4 separate regions of the Sus scrofa genome follow, and all the other regions are linked to region 1. A link is a contact called in public Hi-C and HiChIP or PLAC-seq data. All regions are on one chromosome and are shown on one strand. Each heading gives the region's core, a stretch centred on a gene start, on an enhancer-like site or on the middle of the called end of the contact. The rest is flanking DNA. Distances are from core to core; before and after follow the strand shown.

Evidence for each region. Hi-C and Micro-C count contacts between places; a contact is called where the count stands out from the background. HiChIP or PLAC-seq counts read pairs in DNA pulled down with a chosen protein or histone mark.
Region 2: a contact with region 1 is called in a Hi-C map of adipose tissue, with 7 times the contacts expected there. The contact joins the enhancer-like site here to the promoter of EBF1 in region 1. A contact is called at or near these places in 2 of 5 promoter capture datasets (fetal liver and liver), 28 of 47 Hi-C or Micro-C datasets (adipose tissue, alveolar macrophages, blood and 16 more) and 2 of 2 datasets of contacts at active chromatin or transcription factors (alveolar macrophages and skeletal muscle).
Region 3: a Hi-C map of skeletal muscle shows a contact between it and region 1, with 2.7 times the contacts expected there. The contact joins the enhancer-like site here to the promoter of EBF1 in region 1. A contact is called at or near these places in 5 of 47 Hi-C or Micro-C datasets (embryonic fibroblasts, mesenteric adipose tissue, retroperitoneal adipose tissue and 2 more) and 1 of 2 datasets of contacts at active chromatin or transcription factors (skeletal muscle).
Region 4: an H3K27ac HiChIP or PLAC-seq map of skeletal muscle shows a contact between it and region 1, with 8 times the contacts expected there. The contact joins the enhancer-like site here to the promoter of EBF1 in region 1. A contact is called at or near these places in 8 of 47 Hi-C or Micro-C datasets (epiblast stem cells, heart right ventricle, mesenteric adipose tissue and 5 more) and 1 of 2 datasets of contacts at active chromatin or transcription factors (skeletal muscle).

What each region holds. Positions count from the first base shown.
Region 1 is chr16:64,356,666-64,359,369 of Sscrofa11.1, reverse strand. It overlaps EBF1 (transcription factor COE1), which reads right to left and starts at 1,359. Exons shown (of 17, transcript XM_005672579.3): 1 at 1,252-1,359; 2 at 162-280. The coding sequence starts at 1,344.
Region 2 is chr16:64,752,039-64,754,742 of Sscrofa11.1, reverse strand. It overlaps EBF1 (transcription factor COE1), which reads right to left. Exons shown (of 17, transcript XM_005672579.3): 17 at 1,555-2,704. All of the region lies in intron 4 of LOC106506547 (a long non-coding RNA gene), which reads left to right. Among named protein-coding and RNA genes, the nearest start is that of EBF1, 400 kb to the right of the region's middle. Within about 2 kb of position 1,327, at least 6 of the 83 cell types and tissues checked have an H3K27ac peak or open chromatin away from gene starts, as enhancers often do. A contact at or near this core is called in adipose tissue and subcutaneous adipose tissue, where this site is marked.
Region 3 is chr16:64,694,189-64,696,892 of Sscrofa11.1, reverse strand. All of the region lies in intron 11 of EBF1 (transcription factor COE1), which reads right to left. Among named protein-coding and RNA genes, the nearest start is that of EBF1, 340 kb to the right of the region's middle. Within about 2 kb of position 1,337, at least 16 of the 83 cell types and tissues checked have an H3K27ac peak or open chromatin away from gene starts, as enhancers often do. A contact at or near this core is called in embryonic fibroblasts, mesenteric adipose tissue, retroperitoneal adipose tissue and 2 more, where this site is marked.
Region 4 is chr16:64,642,603-64,645,306 of Sscrofa11.1, reverse strand. The region is part of intron 9 of EBF1 (transcription factor COE1); the gene reads right to left. Among named protein-coding and RNA genes, the nearest start is that of EBF1, 290 kb to the right of the region's middle. Within about 2 kb of position 1,401, at least 15 of the 83 cell types and tissues checked have an H3K27ac peak or open chromatin away from gene starts, as enhancers often do. A contact at or near this core is called in retroperitoneal adipose tissue, skeletal muscle and subcutaneous adipose tissue, where this site is marked.

The DNA of each region.
Region 1 (2,704 bases), core at 110-2,609:
CAAGACAGAGCGGCCGGGGAGCACCGAGCCCCAGAGGCGAACAGAGCCGAGCGGCAGACGCAGTAGCGCGGCCGGGCCCGTCGTGGCCACGGCCGCTACCGCCTCCCAGCTCTACTGCTCGCAGCTCGCCTCCCCGGCCGCGGTCCCCGTGCGGTACCCACCTCTGCGCCGCCGTGTTGGCGTCCAGCACCCCGGCGCCCTGCATCCACGTCCGCACCGCGTTCATGCCGCTGCCCAGCGGCTCTTCCTTCATGCTGCTTCCACTCCGTTGGATGCTTTCCTGAATCCCAAACATGAAAACAACCTTTTCTTGTGGAAAATCTCCTCCCCCTTGAAAATTAAAAAAAAAAAAAAAAAAAAAAAAAAAAAGGAAAGAAAAACGCCAGCCAGAGATTTTTTTTTTTTTTTTTTTGAGTCGATGAACTCGCGCTAGAAGATCAAGGCGGGCTGGAAAGCAAATTTTTAAAAAATGTAAACCTTCGCTCAAAACTGAGCGATAACGCGAAAAAAAAAAAAAACGGAGAAAAAAAAGAAGGGAAAATCCAACAAAAAGACCAAAATAAAAAAAAATAGAGATGTATGCTTGGCTGTTGGGGGTTGTTTGGTTGGTTAATTTTTGGTTTGGGTGCTTTTTTTTTCTGCTTTTTTTTTTTTGCTTTTTTTTTTTTTTTTTTTTTTTTTTTTTTTTTTTTTTTTTTTTTTTTTTTTTTTTTTTTTTGTAATGATCACAAGCCGGTGGAGGACAGGAGGGGCTGGAGTTTCCTTTTGAAGAGGTACCGTTCACTTGAAGAAGCAGGAAGAAAAAAAAAAAAAAAAAAAAAAAAAAAAAAAAAAAAAAAGCCCTGGTGGCAATTTAAGAAACAATAGACTCAACTCGCGCTGCCGGCTTTGCTACTTCAAGTGTCATTTTCCACAACCAGGCAAGTTTTTCCTCTCTTTTTTTTTCCTCCTTCTCTCCCAACCAAAGATATTTCTTTCCTTTCAGTGCGTGTAGATGAGGAGGACGCTGGTTGCTGTAGACAGATACACCAGAGAGGGAGAGTGGGATGGGGGGGAGGGGGAGGGGGGTAGGGAAAGACAGAAAGAGAGGAGAGGAGAGGAAAGGAGAGGAGAGGAGAGGGAGAAAGAGAGAGAAGTGGACCCTGCTGAATGGAGATTCTGTTTTCTTCTTGCTAAAATAGAAGTGATTTGCAGGCTTTCCCTATGGAATCCAGTTTGACTCTCCCCAGAGCTAAACACAGGCACACTAACCCCAAAGGGAGGAGGCGGGGCCGGCGCCTCAAGGGGCCGCCCCCTCATTTGCATAACGTCATCCTTCCGCCTCGCCGCAGCCAATCGCAGCATAGGTGCCTTCCAGCTCTCAGCGTAGGGCCTTGCTAGCTCACTAACATCCCTCCTCGGGTGGCGCAGGGGAGCCGGCCAAAGTTCCTCGCAAAGTGGCAAACGAAGAATCTCCGAGCACCGACATCCGAGCTGGGGAGGAGCGGGGCTGAGCTGGGCAGACTCGGGCAGAAGGGAGACAGAAAGAAGGGGAGCAGGATTTGAGTTGGGGTCTGCATCCTGGCCTTTGCGGTCGGTTTAACATCCTCGCCGCGCCCTGAAAGCGCTAGAGGCGCACAGGCTGCGCCCTCGCTGGGCGGATGCCGAGTTCTGCTCCGCTGTTCTGGGACGTCGGGGGCAAATGTGGAGGAGACAGGAGAGCCCGGGCAGAAAAAGCAGGACGTGCATCCCAGGTGCCCACCTCTTCGCTTTGAGGAGGGGGTGGTGGGTTGGAAAATGGGTGCGCGAGATCGGTATTGGGAGTCTGCGGAGGGCACACTGCCTCCACGCTGGCAGGGAGGAGTGGACCCTGGGCCCAGGCAAGCGAGGCGCTATGGATCCGCAGGGAGTGGGGACCAGTGCTCTACCCATAGTCAAGCCTCCGAAATGCTTCTCGCTCGGCAGCATTTAGCCTGAAGGGCGGCGATTAGCCTGGAGGGCGCCGGCGTTAGGCACTGTCCTCACATGCTCACTTCTCCGGAGCACTTCATGTAAAGTGTAAACGGCGGAACGGATGCTCTCCCTGGAGCTGTGCCATGATGCATTTTAAATTTTACTCGAATTCAACCCCCACCCCCTTATCCCCTCCACAATAGTTTTTCTTTAGAGTAACGAACAAAGCAACAACAATGTCTCTGATTAGTTATTTGGTGTAGGGTTTCTCTCCTCCTCATTCTTTCTGTTAAAATGAGGGGCTTGGACAAACCTTTGCCCAACTTCTGTCACCTGCCACCTGTCAAGGAAGAGAGAGACGGAGGAAGGAGGGAACGATCATCGGAGGGAGGAAGGGAAGAAGAAATGGTCTCCTACTTCAGACCTTTCAGCATATATGCTTGTGGCTGGCAAAGGAAATAGCTAGATGTTTCTGGGTAATGCGGCCATCATTTTTTAGCGGGTTGTAACCTCTAATAAGCACAGGCCGAACTTCTGTTTCATTGCCCTCAAAGGAACTCCCTGACTGCAGCCAAATCTGCTAAGGACTCCTTCGGGGAAATTCTCTGCCAGAAATCCAGGTCCCCTTTCTGCCGGCTTTCCTTGGCCCTTTGATTTAGGAAACTCATGGGGTCAGTGATGGAAAAGTACACATGCCCATGTTGAATGGAATGGAGACAGGCAGAAGTTATGCTTTGTGCTCTTGGCAGAGCAGGAAAGTGGGAGCTACTTC
Region 2 (2,704 bases), core at 78-2,577, 400 kb before region 1:
TTCTGAACAGAAATTCCCAAGCTCCACCGTGCCACCTTCCCACCTACACACTCAGCCTTTCTGTTCTTGATGCACCACATCCACTGCCAAAGCTCAGATCTTCACGCCCGCCCTCATTCCCTCTGCTTAAGGTACCCACCCACCTCATCCTTCACATCTCAGCTTAGGCATCACTTTGTCTGGACACCTTCCCCACCCTTCAGGTTAAATCAGGTCTCACTGTAATATACTTTCAGAGCATCCTAGGTTTTTTCTTCATTGCCGTTATTGGTTTGTTGGTTTGTACTTGTGTGGTTACTTAATGCCTGCTTGCATCACTCATCTGTAAGTTTCACAAGGGCAGGACCAGTGTCGCTGTGCTTGCTGTAGAATCCACTATGCCTCACCTGGTGCTGGATACACAGTAAAACCCTCAAGGTTTACGTGAATGAATGAATGTTTCCAGGAACTAGGCCTTAAGGAAAGTAGAAACCAGCAGGGGTGTGGCTGACTATTTGATTCTGTGAAGTACTATGACATGACCGTCTCATACTAAACATTCTAGACTAACTTTGAATATAGATTTAGCTTGTCTGAGATTGAGAGTTTCCTGAGGGCAGAGGCTTCTTGTGCATTTTTTTAATCTTCTGTATTTCATACAGAATTCCAAAAATATATATTGAATGACCGAATGAATCAACATAGATTTCTTTATAAGAAAAGGATGGTAGCTTCTCTACGTATTATCACAATCTTTCATTACCTCAGATTAGGCTCTAGACCTGAGCAAAATGCCCAACGCAAATGATCACGATGATGGTTGTAGAACAGCCTATCAGCTCTGGCTGTCAAGTTTCTGTTGATCTACGGCCTCTTTTCTGAATTTGCAAGGCATTGTTCCAAGCTACAAGCATCATTAACCTTATCATGTTCAGTAACTACAAAAGTAGGGAAAGCATTGAACATGGAGTATTGTACAGGAGTATGTACCTCTTGGGTGTTTGTGGAATGTTTGACTCTGGATAAATTTGGTTTTATCCAAGAGGAAAAGTGTCTTATCCACATGTGATTTAAAACTATAGATCATAGAAGGGTCTGTGTTCACACAGGCCGCCTCATCAATGAGCCAGGGCCTGTAATTAATTGACCAGAAGGCTCAGTGGGATTAATTAGCAGCTGTATGCGAAGAGCTTGATTCAGACTTGCAGCACGGAGGATGGCTTTCCAGAGTGGCCAGGTCCTGGATTCACAATTGGGTCATTTCAGGAGGATCTAATTGCTTGCCTAGGGAGATCCTTTGGAGCTCTTGGCTTCTCCTTGGGCCATTATGGGCACTGCGTGCCTACCTGCTGCCAGCAGAGGGCAGCAAAATGCTGTGTGTGTTCGATTTGCATCCCAGATGAGCAAATCCCCAAGGATCCACTAAGAGGGAAAGTGGGTGTCCCAGGATTACTCTCCCTGCCTTTCTCTGGGTGTCACCAGTGGTCTGAGTAATTGTAAACACAGACTTTTTACATTATGTGGGACAGGGGCTCATCCGAAATAGAGAAATGAATACACAACTAGGAGCTGCCATCACAGACAGGAAGTAACTTTAATTAAATATTGTGAAAGTTGAAAAGTTTTTACAGCTTGAATTTTTGCAAAAAAAAAAAATTATAACAATCTCTACAGTAGTTAGGTTCTCTAACAATTGAACTGTACAGTGTGTGTCTATTCCAAAAGTTTGATAAGAAGGTGAAAGGTTAGACTTAGAGATGACTTTGTTAAGCTGCATCCTTGTACAATGTGAGGCCAGGGCATGTTATGCAATCCAGTCATCCAGAAGCTGTATTTTTCCCCCAAAACCAAAATCTTAGTTGAATTCTCTATTTTCGTCTTAAAGCCATATTCTGTATTTAGGGGAACATATTTACTTGTAAAAGTTTTGTGTAGAAGAAAGAGGGTCCGAGGGTCAGAACGTCTTTTCATCTAATCAATATAAATAGAGGCAACAAAACACAAATGATACACATTTTAAAGGCTCTTTGGACTTTCAAGATAAGTTCTAACCACTACGCATGGCTGACTATGGGTGGCGTCTGTTGTCAGGGTCTGAGCCGGATACCTCACCGGCTGACCGGTCCTTCACAAACAGTTAAGGGGCTCACCAGACAAAATATGGCTTTAAATTGTACACATCTTCAGGCCAGCGCTTACCACACGAATTCAGACAACCTTTCTGAGTACCGAGAAGCAATGCGTCCACCTTGCTTACATTTTCCAGTTTTATTATTATTCATCATTATTATTATTTCTCACCAAGAAAAATCAGCTTTCCTCCCCTCCCTTCCCTCCCGCAAACCCCTCCCCCCACCCGCCCCAACCCATAAAAATCCACTCTGACAGTCTAGTGAAAACCATTGCAAAATCCATAGGGGGGCATGCACAGTTGCAGCATTGTTGTAAATTTCTTGCTCTACTAGAAAAGTTACATTGTCTTAAGGTAACAAAACAGTTCTTTTGTGCTTTTCGATTTCTTTTTTTTTCTTTTTTTTTTTTTTCTTTTTTCTTAGAATGTGAGTGATGACTGACAGTTCTGGTGCACAGTTACAATGTACAAGTGAAATGAATATGATTTGCATTGTTAAGGCATCCAATCTGCTGGTTTATATTTATGTGAAAGACAGAGGAAATATACAAGCAGACTTAGGAAAGAAAGTATGTTCACTGATTTCTATGAAGT
Region 3 (2,704 bases), core at 88-2,587, 340 kb before region 1:
CCCTGGGGGAAACCAGAGGCTGGAGGGAGCAGCAGAAGTGGAGGTACCAAGACAGCAATGGAGCAGCAATAAATGGAAATAGCATGTCTCCCTAGTTCTATGGTTTTTTTTCCTGCCAGGTAGTGCATGACAAGAGAATGCCAAAGCAACTGAAATCAGAGACAGCACTTGAAATAACAGTATACAACGGTAACTTTTACTGTAACAAATTTCATTATTGAGTGAGAGAGGAAAAGAACTATTTTTAGATGCTATCCATTGTTGTGTATCATTTCAAAGTTACCCTCTTCACGCATCTCATTTCTAAATTCATGGTATAACTTTTAGCATTTTGTGGAGGTCTTGGCTCCAAGGCAACAAAAGAGAAGTGAAAGATCCCATGGTTGTAAAATCTTGATAAGTTCTCAGTGTCACTTTTTTCAAATGTGGAACTGCTCAAACCACATAGATAATTATAGATGACCAGATTGTAACTGTTTTATTGCTTCTTTTTCCCCATAAATTTTAATTTTGGAAAGTTAAGTGAAAAATGTGGTTTCAATTTTCTACAAATTGCACACAATTTGGTTTTAACAAGAAAATAGAAAAGAAAGGGTATGTTCTTTAAAGTGAATTATGAACTAGAGTTTGTTTTTGCTCGTCCAACACCGCAAGAATAATAAAGCACAAAATTTAGAAAAGATGCCTTACAAAATGGAAATCATGAACTGTAGTAAGAAAAGCATAGAGTAATTTTTTATCTAAACATGGTTTTAGCAATCTAACAGGATAACACAATTGAGCTAGTCTTTCTCCCTCTGGTGAAACAAGCTAAAGTTTAAAAGGAAAGAAAGAAAGAATGAAAGGAAGCAGGGTAGAAGCCGGCAACCTTAACGCATTGTATAACAGGAAATCTTTTAATAAGAAAAGGCTGTGTACATCCCATCTTTCTCTCAAAGTGCCACCAACTACAGAACTATGAAAAACAATTAATATCGAAACCACTGAAATGCACACCTAGAAACAGAACAAAAGACAGGAAAGAGATTTTTAGTGGAAAGAAATTATAGCCATCTGCTGGGTTAGGGCTATAATCTTAGCATCAGAACAACATGCTTTCTCTATTCTACGTAGACAACAACCAGCGCGTTAAAAGACAGGAAACCCATGATGTGTATCTACCATACTAAAACCTCCCGCTGGAAAACAAACAATGGAATCCATCAACCACCTGTTTTTTTTTTTTTTTTTTCTCCTTTGTGCCAAATGTTGGGTTGAATATATTTATTTCTTAAACTGACCACTGCTTTTGTCTTATCAACAGCAGAAACTATGTCTAAGGGTTAGGCAAAATAGGCATATAATAAACTATTTCATCACAGTTGTCAGTCTCCATGGATCCAATTCTCCAGAGCCCATGTTATGTAATGGTACCACATGACTTCTTCAAATGTCCACTTCCAAAAAATGTTTATTTTCATACTGCGACAACCACAAAGATCACCTGTGCTTCATCTGTGTCCTATGAACCAAGTAGATCAAACTTTAACATGAATACTTGGTATGATGTTGTACACCCAGTTTTTCTCTTTTAGCCAAAATGTGGTATTTGCTAAAATTTTTCTATCTGGGCTTAAAGTTCCAAGTATAGAGTGCCTCTGATTGTTAGAACACCAAGTTCTGACTTATGAAGCTCCAGCTATAAACTGGGACTTGGCAAACCTAAAGTATTACTCATTGACTAATAATCCTATTAGTCAAAACTGCAACCTTCTGGTCAACTGCATATTTTACATATTACTGCACAGAGCTCCAGCAGAAGTTTACCATCCAGAATGTCCTCTGACAGTATCACAATTCACAGGAGATGATTTATTCTCTTGAAATATAAAGACTGGATTTTCGCATCCCAAAGTCAATAAATCTACGTGTTGGTAAAGAGGCCATCCCCCACCTGCTGACATCAAGTTGCATAACCCTCAGGCAAAGACTTTTCTCTGGGCACAGACCTCATGTGTATCTCAATCCCAAGCGCTGGACTGACGATACAGTCTGATCAAAATGATGATGCAGGAAAATGGGAGGACCTCATAGCACAATGCTCAAAAAATGCAGTGATCTAGCCAGAGGTGGGGTCCACAGAAGAGCATCTTGAAAGAGAAGCAAATGAGGAGGCTTCCTCCTACCAAGGCTGAGGCGTTCATTCATTCATTCCTCCAAGCCACTATCTGTAAATACCCCTCACCTCTACCTCTCTTCTCACTTTAGCCTTGTTTCCACACCTCTGACATCAGATCAAAAACACCATTCTTTTTACCCAACAAGGATCCACAACTATTTTGGTTCTTATTTCTCTCTAAGAAAAAAATATCTGTATGACACTACATGAAGAGAAGAAACTCTGCTCCCTTCCGTGGAGGCAAGCATTCTTACTCAAAATTGAATGCCAGCAAATGTTCATAAAATAAAAACACCCCTCATGGAGGGAGGTGGAGTGGCGTGGAATCACAGGACAGAGAGGAACAATGTAAGTGACGGGCTTGGGAAAGCATTTGTATATACATTCTGGAAGACTGTAGAACATATTCTAAGAGCTAAAAATAGAGATGGGGGAGGCAGAGTTTCTCCTGCAGTTTCTTAGGTAATTTTTACATATAAAGACTGCCCATTTGTAAGACGCTAAGGCTCAATAACAAGAGGAGAAAGCAGGATTCTCTAACTCAAA
Region 4 (2,704 bases), core at 152-2,651, 290 kb before region 1:
CTGGCTCACCCATATTGGAAGTACCAGGCTCTTTATTAGTGAGGTGAATTTATAAGCTGGAATCACACCTCAGCCTCCAATAGAAATGATCTATTTCATTGAGAGAAAGCAAAGGCCAGGAGAGCCCTGTTTACCTCGGGGTTTATGGGTGGCCTTGGGAATAAGGGTTAATTGAGCTCAGAGGTGCCTGCCCATTGAGGTGAATTAGTGGTGTGTGCAGCTATCAGCAGGGTCCTGGGGCTGCTCTTACTTCTGCCTCTGCAATCTCTTTGTGCTGTGATCAATACCACACTTGTTGGGGGTAGCTGTCCAGATGACCCAGGTGTAGCATTTATCATCTCTTATCCCCCAAATGAGGCCTTTGTGACAGCTGATGTCCCATTATGGAAACCTCCTTAGTCATGTGCTGTTTGGCTCTTTTCTCCATTCCTGTATTTAAATACCATGGGGAAGCAACACTCAATCTGTTGGTCAAAGGCACAGATTTAGAAATGTTCAAATCCCATTCTAAATCTTGACATTCCACTTAAGTGTATACAGGGTAATTTTCCATTTCTGTTATGCATGGTACATGAAAAAAAAAAAAGTGGAAACCCTCCTTTTCCAGAATTCTATTAACCAGAACTCTCTATGCGTGAGCATTTCTACAGAGCAGGTACTAATGCTTACAGGGGAGGAGAAGATGCCGACACCGGCCCTTACTGGCTTCTGAGTAAAGACAGAAAGATGCAGTTGTGTGAAGCTGACTTTCACAATCAGAGTATGAGCACATCTGAAAACGGGCAAGAGCTCCAGCTGTCAAATTCCACATCTGCCACACAGGGCAACCCTGAAGCAGTCATTTACTCTCTCTAAGCAGTAGTGCCCATATAGGTACCCACTTCATAGACCCCAGACAAATTTCACAAAGTGCCTACTTGGGTTTTGCTGTTTCACTATGGGCCAGGCACATAGGATGCTAGTTGCTACTATAATAATTATTGTCAGCATCAGTTCCCCATTAACCAGAGTTTATTTATCTACTAGAATACACCATAGTCTCACTATTTCAGGTCATGTAGTATATTGCAAAACTTTCATAGGAACTGCCAATTCAGCAACTTGCTAACATAGCTAAGTTTACTGAAGAGGTGGATTTGGCCTCAGTATTTACAAAGTAGAATGTTTGGCGGGGGGGGGGGGGGGGGGGAGTTCTCATTTGCCTGGAATGAATATTAATAGCAATCTTTTCAAAAATGAGGAATTAACTTTAATGTTATTGTCCCAAATTCTGGAGACTTGGCAGAAAATGTTGAGAAACCCATGAGCTCAGCTCATTTCTTTGGGACACTTGTGACCTCATAAAATCTCAGGCCTTTCACCCTTGTTATCTACTTGATTTGGTGAGGCCGTGCTTGGGAGCAAGCCTGTTTCACAGACTAATAGGGACACAAAGCACCCCCACTTGGACTCAGCGCACAGAATGTGCCCTTCCTGTTTAATCGGAACTATTGTTTTTGCTGTGGGTTTTTTTTTTTTTCTAAGTGAAATGATGACTTTCCTGACTGCTCTCAGCAGCAACACCTGCATTCTTTGATCCTAACAACTGGTAGCTACTGGCCAGGAAAGGGGGCAAACGGAGGGTGTGACCCTACAGGAAGCCTAGCCCTGTATATTTTCACCACGCACAGGAGGTAGATCTACTCTGAGCTCACCCACCCACCCGGCAACTGGAAGCCTTAGAAACCAGTAGCAGTTATGTCTGACCTGAACCCTAGACCATAGGATACAAACTTCACTTTCAGAATGCTAACCTCACCACAGACTCCTAATCGGCTAATAAACAGATGAATACACCTATTTGACTGTTTCCTCACTCACAAGGAAGCAGTCTTTGTGATGGTTATGCTCTTACTTTTAACTTTAGTTACCAGATTTATTTCTGCCTTCCTTTATTTTCTCTAGTAATTGCTCCATGAAGTTAAGCATTTGATTGTTTATAAGGGTTTTATTTAGCTTGGTTTGGTTACTTGTCTGCATTTACGGCCCCATCCACTAGCACGTCTAGATATTACATGGGGGGAGAAAAAAACAAAACAACATGTGCTATGGATGCAAAGCAGCCTTTCTCTCTCTCTCTCTCTCCCCCTGTATGTGTGTTTGTGTGTGATGGTGTGTTTGTCACCTTGACGAGTAATGTAACCCATGATTTAGGTATTTCTCAACCCCAGATGCAATTAAACCTCTTAAATATTAAACGAGAAAATCAAAATTTTCAAGGGTTTTGCATCCTTTATTCCAAAGTGATTTCATTTGGCAAGAAAGCCCTTTGCTTTGACAACATTCATGGCTCTCAGAGAAAACAAGAAAAGGAAAATTCATAGTTGAGAGAAGGAAACATAGATCCAGTATCCATCTATGTTAAGGCAGAGTTCACCTAGCAGGGCTATCTAGGTGTCTATAAACAGCACCACGGCTCAGTTCCAAACAATGCCTTTTGCTAAAGTCAGATCCAGCTCAAATGCTATCTACCTCCTGTTTATTCTTCAGATTTCTTATTCTATTCTGAACGAGCAAAATTCCTCTACACTCATGGGACACAGATCTGAACAAGGGAAGGACAGAAATTCTGGTGTGACAACCTGGTAACCCAACCATTCCAGGACAAGCACTTTTGGATTTCTGAGTTTGTCTATCTGAGAGCCAGAACTCTGTGCAGGTTTAC